Linked DNA regions of Mus musculus: region 2 is linked to region 1. The links are chromatin contacts, called in public HiChIP or PLAC-seq maps. All regions are on one chromosome and are shown on one strand. The core of a region is the stretch at or near the end of the contact, and the rest is flanking DNA. Distances in the headings are between cores, read along the strand shown. Region 1 overlaps Diaph3 (diaphanous related formin 3). Region 2 holds the start of Diaph3 (diaphanous related formin 3).

Region 1 (4,361 bases), core at 655-3,154:
TAATTCAGCTCTTTATAAGTTCAGAGTAGGAAGAAACTACTTTAGCTTTTTGAGATACCTAATTAGCTTCAAGGAAAATATGGTGAATTACAGTATTTTTGGGAAATTTGCTGAGAAAGTCAGCCTGGGCCAACTGGCAATTGAGAATTGTATAGGCAGAGGGGAGGGCAGTCTCTTGCTATGAAGGAAATAACAGTAAGCAAAATTATAGAGCTAGTTTCTGAATAGCTCCTAGGACCAGTGAGAGGTCTGAAAAGTTAGATTGGAAAGATAACTTGGGGCCAATTATAAAAGGATATTCTAAATACTTCTGAGGTGCTGTGTGTATTTCCAAGTCAAGATTTATTCTATATATGTCTGTCCATTTGTCTGTCAGTTTTGGCAGCTTCATCCATTTTTCTAAATGGAAGTTATTGCATTTGCTCATCAGTTAATGGTCTATCGTGTGTATGAAATTTGGATACTATTAATAGCGCTTCTACAGTTGTTCAGCAGAAGTGTTGGATTTGTACTACACTGTCTTACTTTCTATTTATCGCAAGTATTTGATTTAGTGTGAACACCTAGAGTCTCAGAAGACCCTGGAAAGAATAAAAGCCCAGTTTGTTTTCATAGGATTTTTAGTAAGTACTAGTGATTCTAAATATACTTTTAATGTTGTGTAAAATCTAGACTTGGGAAGCGGATCTGCTCTTATACCAGCTCTTAATTAAGTGTTACTTTTGTTTTTGTTTTTTGCCTACAATTTGGAACTCCTTCCCTGTTGACTCCATGAGCTGCTATAATCTCCACCAAGGACAAAAGAAAAGCTTTTTGCTGGCCTTTGCCACCAGTCTTGAGGCTTGTGTGAAGGTAGCTCTCTTCAGTATCACCTTGGCAGACTTGCGATGGCAGAGAGACCTTTCTTTTCATGCTCTGAACATGTACGTTAATTACCTCTGGAACTTTGGAATGGTACTATTTTGGCTCTTCTAACTACACTAAAATATTCTTATAGTTGTGAGTACCATCTGAGTACACAGAGAAAGCAGCCCATTGCTGTTAAACATTATAAAGAACACAGTTTATGATCACAAGTAGTTAGTTAAAAGGACAGCCATCCAAGAAATAGTGAATGTAGGCTATACTATACTTTTGGGGACTGCTGCCATTGCTTTTAGATTCAGGGAAGTATGTGCAGTTCAGTTGGAGCTGGACAATTTGAAGTAATTATAGATACTTGGTGATCTGGGCCAGATCACTTATTTAATCCGAGGCACGTCAATCAAACATATGTTTTATTTAGCAGAAGTTGAATGGAAGTGTTTCTTTGCTGGGCTGTTAAATATTTGAGGGGTGAGTCATTCCTAAGTTGTTGTTCAAACAACAGAACAGATTCTTTCCCCGGCTCTGAATCCTTGGTTCTATTAGAATATCTTGAATACAACCTGCTCTTGTCTCCGAAGCTGAAAGCTGAAGTCACTGAGGAAGTGTGTCTTGCCTTTAAGTGTGAGTTAGAGACATTTTTTCTGGGCACCATTATTTCATTACACTGAACTGTCAGTGTTCTCAGTCACACAGCACTGTCAAAGAAAGAGGGTCTTTCCAAAATGTAATCAGGGTCTAAAACAGCGGGGAGGTCCCACCTTGAGAAGACCCTCAAACAGCTGTGCAGAAGCGTATTTATTGATTGGTACACAAATATTGTTTTTTTGGGTAAAACAAGCTCTTCAGTACAAAGCCTCCATCTAATCTATACGTTTCGTGAAGGAAACCAGTATGCTCCTGCCTTTCTGTTTTCCATGCTCTACAACACAAGGGTGTGGCAGTGCTGTCCTGCAATCAAAGTCAGGCAAAGGCTGCAAAGCTCCTTTTTCCGCAATGATTTCTTCAAGGTCAAAGAACTTGTAGAAAACAATTAGTCATTCTAATGTCTACCCTGGAGACGGTGAGAAACAGCTCTGTCCTTCTAGTATTTACCCTAGATACAGTGACTACTAGAATTTCATGCTACTGGACTTGATCAGTAGTATTCTAAAATATAGATTTGTATATATTCTTTATTCTTTGTGACTATCAAATATGTGTACAGTGCCTAAGATGCATACACACACACACACCACACACACACACAACACACACACACACACAATTTATATTTTATAACAACTATCTAGTGTATTTGTTATTCATTGGAATCTGAGAATGGTTAAGCTACTAAGAGCTTAAAAAAATACCCTTTTTCCTGGCAGTCAGTTGTCAAACAACTCCTCACTTAAGGGTGGGGCTCCTGGGCCTCTCCTTCCTCTATCCTGGAATGGAATGTCTCAATCCTGTAGAGCTCTTGTACAGGCAGCCACAGCAACTTAGAGTTGAGGCTTGCATTGTTCCTTTCCAGTCCAGAAGACACTGTTGTCTAGATGCTCCCAGCCGTCAGACCCATAGGATTGTTCTCAGTCCTGAGCCTTGGGTGGAGGAAGGAGAGAAAGATAAAAGGGCACAGCTGAGCAGAACTTTTTATTAACAACAACAACAACAACAACAACAACAACAACAACAACAACAACATGCTCCTGACAGAAACATTTAGAAATCAGCTATTAACCTTTTGGCATTTGTGCTTGTAAAGGTTTCATCACATTTAAAATTTATATGTAAGGTCTTGTGTCACAATTGTGCAGTTTTAAAAACAATTATTCCTATTTACCAATTATGTAAAGTATTTAATTTGTACATGAAGTAGCAACTTTATTTTGAAGAACACTTGTTTTTCTTCCTTAAGATAGTCCTCTGAAATATTACTGACTTGATTATTTAATGAATGCAAAATATAGTGTAATACTTCAACTTTTTATTTTTGCTTAGAGAATTGATTTTCTTGGTCTCATAATGGTCTAGTTTCTAAAACAGTGATGAATTTCTAGTTATACATGTAAAATGTTATGTTTATTTAATGGTGTACACATATGTGTGTGGGTGATCATACCACAGTGCATGTCTAAAGGTCAGGAGACAACTTGCAGGACTCGGTTCTCCTTCCACCATGTGAATCATTGGCATCAAACTCAGGTTGCTAGGCTTGGTGGGAAACACCCTTATTTGCTTAGCCATCTCACCCACCCTCATCTAAACTTCCTAATGAAAGACCCACATGTTAGGACTCCCCCATGTTCTGACTCAGGAGAGGCGACACCCCAAAATCACCCACAAGAAACGGTCTTGCTGCAAAATGCAAGAGGATTTTTATTCAAGAGCGCTCTCGAGCCCACGGTCATACACCACGCGGGGGTAGAGGACCATGGCGCCCTGAGTAGCTGGGTAAGAGGGTATTTAAAGGAAGAAACCACAACTCAAAGAAGTGGGGAGGGCATTGTTGGAAAATACCAAAGATACTAGTTAAGAGTCACAAGGAAGTGCAAAGTCACAACTGTCACGAGGAATACCTGGTAATTGTGAGGGTTATTTCTCAAGACAGTTTCTAAGAGCCGCTAACAATAGCACATTTGCATAGCGGGTTCCAGCAATGGTCAGGGTGGGTCAGGGTGACTTTCTTTGAATGAATACTCCTTGAACCCAGCAAGTGGGTGGGTGGAGGGATGTCGCTATCTGTTTTATGATTAGCATACCTGTACTGGCTAGTTTTGTGTCAACTTGACACAGCTGGAATTATCACAGAGAAAGGAGCTTCAGTTGAGGAAATGCCTCCATAAGATCCAACTGTAAGGCATTTTCTCAATTAGTGATCAAGGGGGAAAGGCCCCTTGTGGGTAGGACCATCTCTGGGCTGGTAGTCTTGGGTTTTATAAGAGAGCAGGCTGAGCAAGCCAGAAAAGAACATCCCTCCATGGCCTCTGCATCAGCTCCTGCTTTCTGACCTGCTTGAGTTCCAGTCCTGCATCCTTTGGTGATCAACAGCAGCATGGAAGTGTAAGCCGAATAAACCCTTTCCTCCCCAACTTGCTTCTTGGTCATGATGTTTGTGCAGGAATAGAAACCCTGACTAAGACAATACCTTTGAGCATTGAGTCACAGAGGCCACATTCCCAAGCCTGGGCCTAAAGGCCTAGAATTTTGTTTTTACGTTTTACTTTTTCATTCCCCACTTCTACTTGTTAGTAGTTCTAATCTTAGAACTAGACACTATCTTCTCCCTGACACACTTGATCCTTTAGGACATGGTACTGGTGTCTCAAAACCAAAAGCCGCACTGCACTAATTTTTGTTCTAATAAAGGTGACTTGTCTATTTAACACACATGGACCTATAATTAAAAGCAGAAGCAAAATCAAAAGGGGTCCCATAAAGGTAGAAAGTAGGGTGGTCAAGAGTACAAGATAAGGGCCTTTCCACCGGAGTCTCAAGGTTTTCTGCGTGGAGACATC
Region 2 (4,471 bases), core at 883-3,382, 53 kb before region 1:
AACTCACTCTGTAGACCAGGCTGGCCTCGAACTCAGAAATCTGCCTGCCTCTGCCTCCCAAGTGCTGGGATTAAAGGCGTGCCACGCCACCATGTCTGGCTGCAATTACTTTTTAAAAGCAAATTTGTTTGGATTTTGTCTTTCGACATTGTCCATTCCTCATTCTGAGAATCTGCCATGCTGTTAGTTATAGCTTCACGCTATCATGCTCCTAGGAAACATCAAGATATCCTGGGCATTAAACTGCTCCCACTTCAAGACAGCACCCAGTCCTGGCCATTCCTCCTAATAGTATTCTGTGAGGTTTTCCTCAAATCACCCCGGCAAAATGCAGATCTTTCAAGTGATTTGTAGCATCATCTTCTAAGAGCCTCGTGGTTCATCACAGCGATGTTCACATGTTTTGTAATAAATCTAAATTGTCCCAACTATAGGTCTGTCTGTCTCTTGGTTGTCTTTGGCTGCATTGCACCGATAGGTCTGTGTGCTTTCTGTATGTTGTCTCACGTAAGCTGAAGCATTCCTATTTGAAGTGTTTGTTGATGGAGAAGCAAAGGAAGTCACACATCACCTCCAACACCACGCAGCTACCAAATGGTAAGAATGGAAGCTTCATCTTCCTTGTCCATCGTGACAGAGCCAGGTACTTCTTCCGGTGACCTTGGTAATCTCTTGGAATCTGCCTTTAGTATATGCTCACTGAAGATGAAAATCTGTGTGACAATAATAAAAACTCACATTATAACAAGAAAAGGAGCAAACAGTACCTGCAAGACCAGAACTAAACCTAAACCTCTAAAAGCTGTAGATGAAACCTTAGGTTCATTTTCTGAATCCCTGTGCTAGTCTCTGTGGAATACCTAGAACTATTTCTTGTACCAAAATCAATAGTTTATGTTTACTTGTCTTGGCTTGAATCACCTCCATAGTCAGAAGGTCAATATCTTTAAGGATGCACTTGGGAGATTCCTGGATTTCTTTATTTGTTCCTTTTCCTTGTGTAGCCACACTGAGTTGATCTCCAGAATTTTCTCTTCATTACTAATGTCTTTATTTGGCATATTGGGGATAGGTGCTTGCTTGCCTTGAACCCAGGTTCTGACCCTTTCCTCTACTTTATATTTAGGATTGCCACCTGAACTTAAAAACCTGTAGAATGGCTGTTATAATTTTACATTTTGTTTTGTGTCAATACCTGTGAAACACATTAAACTGTGAATTGTTTGGACCCTATTCCTTTTAATTTTTGGTTGACCCTGAGTACGCATTTAGGCTTTGAGGCATGCTGTAAGTGCTGAACAATGTGAACTGGAGTTCCAGAAAAAGCCGCACCTGTAGTAAAAATTCTACGCGCTTAATTGACAGGTTAGAATTCCAATGATTGTAGAGACATGGAATGCTGCCAATCCAGAGCCAAGTAATCTTGGCTCACGTAATTGCCATTCATCGCTGCGTTAGATCTAACATACCTACGACTATCACGTGACGCCTTTTGCTCTTCCTTAAAAGTCCACTAACTTCCACCAACCTCAAACAAGACTGTGCATCTCGTAGCACCTGTAGGTCTGTCCTAATGTCTTTGAAATGACTTTCTTCCGTGCTTCAACCGATGTTCACACCACCTGGCTGCGGTCACTCATTTCTGGTTCTAGAATGAACTCTATTCTCTCTGAGACGACAGCAGTATTTTTATATAAACGGTAATCAAAAAATGGTAAACATCTCTTCTAAGAGGCATGGGCGCTGGCAAGTAGTAGAAGTATTTTTCCTAGACCCTGAGATCTCCAGAGACTACTCAAAGGGCTTATCAGTTGCTTTCGTATTCAGTGCTGCTGAAACAGTACTGAGAGAGGTTCCCTGCGGCTCAGATTTTTCAAGAACCTACTCTGAAAGTCCAAGGGAAGCCTTGTTAGAGACTCTCTTTAGCTCAACCTTCCTTCCAAACCCGTTCCTTACTATGTACCATCTGGCAAGCAGCCTGCATAGCCAGAGGGCGAGAAGCGCGATGGACAGGCCGAAGGGCCAATCAGGCCCAGGCTTTGGCATCCCCGGAAAAGGCGGGGCCCTTGCGTCACAGGTTCCGCGGCGCGGGATTGGCTGACCGGGCTGCTTGTGGTGGCGGGAGATTTCAGATAGATTGGCCCAGCCGTGTGCAGCGGTTAATGCGCAGTGGGCGTGGGACCGGGAAGTTGAGCCCGCGGAGCAAAGCCCCAGATCAGGTCGCGACCTAGACCCGGGAAGATGGAGAGGCACCGGGCGCGCGCTCTCGGCCGGGACAGCAAGTCGTCGCGGAGGAAGGGCTTGCAGTCCGCGCCGCCCGCTGGCCCCTACGAGCCCGGGGAGAAGCGACCCAAGTTGGTAAGTGTGGGCCAGAGCCACAACGTGCGGCGACTCCCGCGGCCTACAACTCCCTGTCCCCCAGGTGACATCCCCGGGAGCTGGGAGCTAGGTTTGTTTCAGAAGGCCTGAGCTGTTAATCCGCTTAGATCCCCAGTGACAAGGCGGGATTCGATTCCTTTCTGGGACGAATGCCCTGATGTCTGTGAAGCCTGGCAGTTCTTTGGGCGTATCTGAAAAACAGTTCAAATGGCTGTGTACTGACGTCATCAAGGCGGATTCTGCATTTTAAAAGAAAGTTAAAATTTACCCCATCCCTTTAGTAGAACAGTCAGTCAGACAGAAAGTGAACTTCTAGCTGATAGCCCTCCCTCCCCCGTCTAATATTTTAATTCAACAAGAACCTTTTAAGGTGGACGTATTTTTACAAGTTGAGGCAACTCGTTTTCAAACTTGGCGGGTTGTGTAGTCACTGCTAAAGAATGTCATGTTTAGCTTGGAAGGAGTCTTCAAGTATCTGAAACTCGTTAATCGGGTTGGCTTTGCGTTCTTAAAGCTTAAGGAAGAGCTATGATTAGCACCTGGTAAGCTTTTAGTTAGTGTCAGCTGGAAGGAAACTAGGTAATGAGGATGATTTCATTCAGATTGTCTGATTGTGTGGGTTGGTAGGTTTTGGTATTAGTCCAAGAGAATTGCAGAGTTAACACTGACTGTTAGTTTTCCTTAGAAGTATGGGGAAATTATTTTTATGTATTGATAGGAACAGGCTTTGCCCTTTCTTGTCAAATACAATTTCAGGAATTTATACCATGATTATATCCAAAATAATAGATTGTGGATCAATCGCTAAGTGTAATATTTACTTGTAATTGAATAAAGCTGAGAGCAGAGACATGTTGAGATAAGTGGGGGTTGATTATGCAGAATTGAGCATCAAAATAACACGAGGATAGGAGAGAGTTAACCTGGTCATGATAGATTCTGTCCACTCTGAGAGGGATCCATGAGATGCTGCCTCCTCCTCCTCCTCCTCTTCCTCCTCTTCTTCTTCTTTAAAGATTTATTTATTATTTTTATGTAAGTACACCGTAGCTGTCTTCAGACACACCGGGAGGGGGTGTCAGATGTCATTATGGATGGTTGTGAGCCACCAAGTGACTGGGATTTGAACTCAGGACCTTCGGAAGAGTAGTCCGTGCTCTTAACCGCTGTACCATCTCACCAGCCCCCATCTCCTCCTCCTCCTCCTCCTCCTCCTCCTCTTTCTTCTCCTCCTCTTTCTTCTCCTCCTCTTCCTCCTCCTCCTCCTCTTCCTCCTCCTCCTCCTCTTCCTCTTCTTCTTTTTCTTTCTTTCTTTTTTTTTTTTTTTTTTTTTTTTTGGCTTTTTGAGACAGGGTTTCTCTGTATAGCCCTGCCTGTTCTGGAACTCATTTTGTAGATCATGCTGGCCTCGAATTCAGAAATCCTCCTGCCTCTGCCTCCCTAGTGCTGGGATTAAAGGCGTGCGCCACCACGCCCGGCCCATCTCTTCTTTTTTATAATTGACTTTCTGGGTTAGTGCTCAGCACATGTCTTGGCTGCCACGGAAGTGTGATTTTCTGTAGTTTACAACATAGCGTTCTTGAATAAATATTTGATGTTACTGAAGGCTGATGATTGTGTTTTTTATTATTTCTCTGGTATGCCACAGTGCCCATACCATTTGCTAAAAGTCATGCTGAAATGAAGTCTAAAAGACAACATGCTGAAGTTCTAAGATGTTGAACTCTACAATGTTGAGTTCATGGGTGGGGCTTGATTTGAATCATGACTTCATAATTCATTTAGAAGTAATTTGGATTCTTGATGATCTCCACAGTTAGACTTTTACTTACATATTAATTTTATTATTGTAATTTTTAAATGTTTTGAGATTATAATATAATTACATCATTTTCCCTAGCCCCATTCCTCCCTTCAGCTCCTGCTGTGTGCCACCCCCTTTCTTAAATTTATGTCCTCTTTTTCTTTAGTTGTTGCTATGTATATATGTGTTTTTTTTTTTTTTTTCCCCCCGAGACAGGATTTCTCTGTATAGCCCTGGCTGTCCTGGAACTCACTCTGTAGACCAGGCTGGCCTTGAACTCAGAAATCC

The links. HiChIP or PLAC-seq counts read pairs in DNA pulled down with a chosen protein or histone mark.
Region 2: a contact with region 1 is called in an H3K27ac HiChIP or PLAC-seq map of embryonic stem cells, with 8 read pairs. The contact joins the promoter of Diaph3 here to the enhancer-like site in region 1. A contact is called at or near these places in 2 of 39 promoter capture datasets (embryonic stem cells and fetal liver), 1 of 15 datasets of contacts at CTCF or cohesin (CD8 T cells), 3 of 484 Hi-C or Micro-C datasets (Sertoli cells, astrocytes and pre-megakaryocyte-erythroid progenitors), 6 of 115 datasets of contacts at active chromatin or transcription factors (effector CD8 T cells, embryonic stem cells, extraembryonic endoderm stem cells and 1 more) and 1 of 9 other capture datasets (embryonic stem cells).

Annotation. Positions count from the first base shown.
Region 1 is chr14:87,086,129-87,090,489 of GRCm38.p6, reverse strand. The region is part of intron 3 of Diaph3 (diaphanous related formin 3); the gene reads left to right. Among named protein-coding and RNA genes, the nearest start is that of Diaph3, 53 kb to the left of the region's middle. Within about 2 kb of position 1,904, at least 24 of the 459 cell types and tissues checked have an H3K27ac peak or open chromatin away from gene starts, as enhancers often do. A contact at or near this core is called in Sertoli cells, embryonic stem cells and extraembryonic endoderm stem cells, where this site is marked.
Region 2 is chr14:87,138,885-87,143,355 of GRCm38.p6, reverse strand. Diaph3 (diaphanous related formin 3) reads left to right here and starts at 2,132. Exons shown (of 28, transcript NM_019670.2): 1 at 2,132-2,358. The coding sequence starts at 2,242.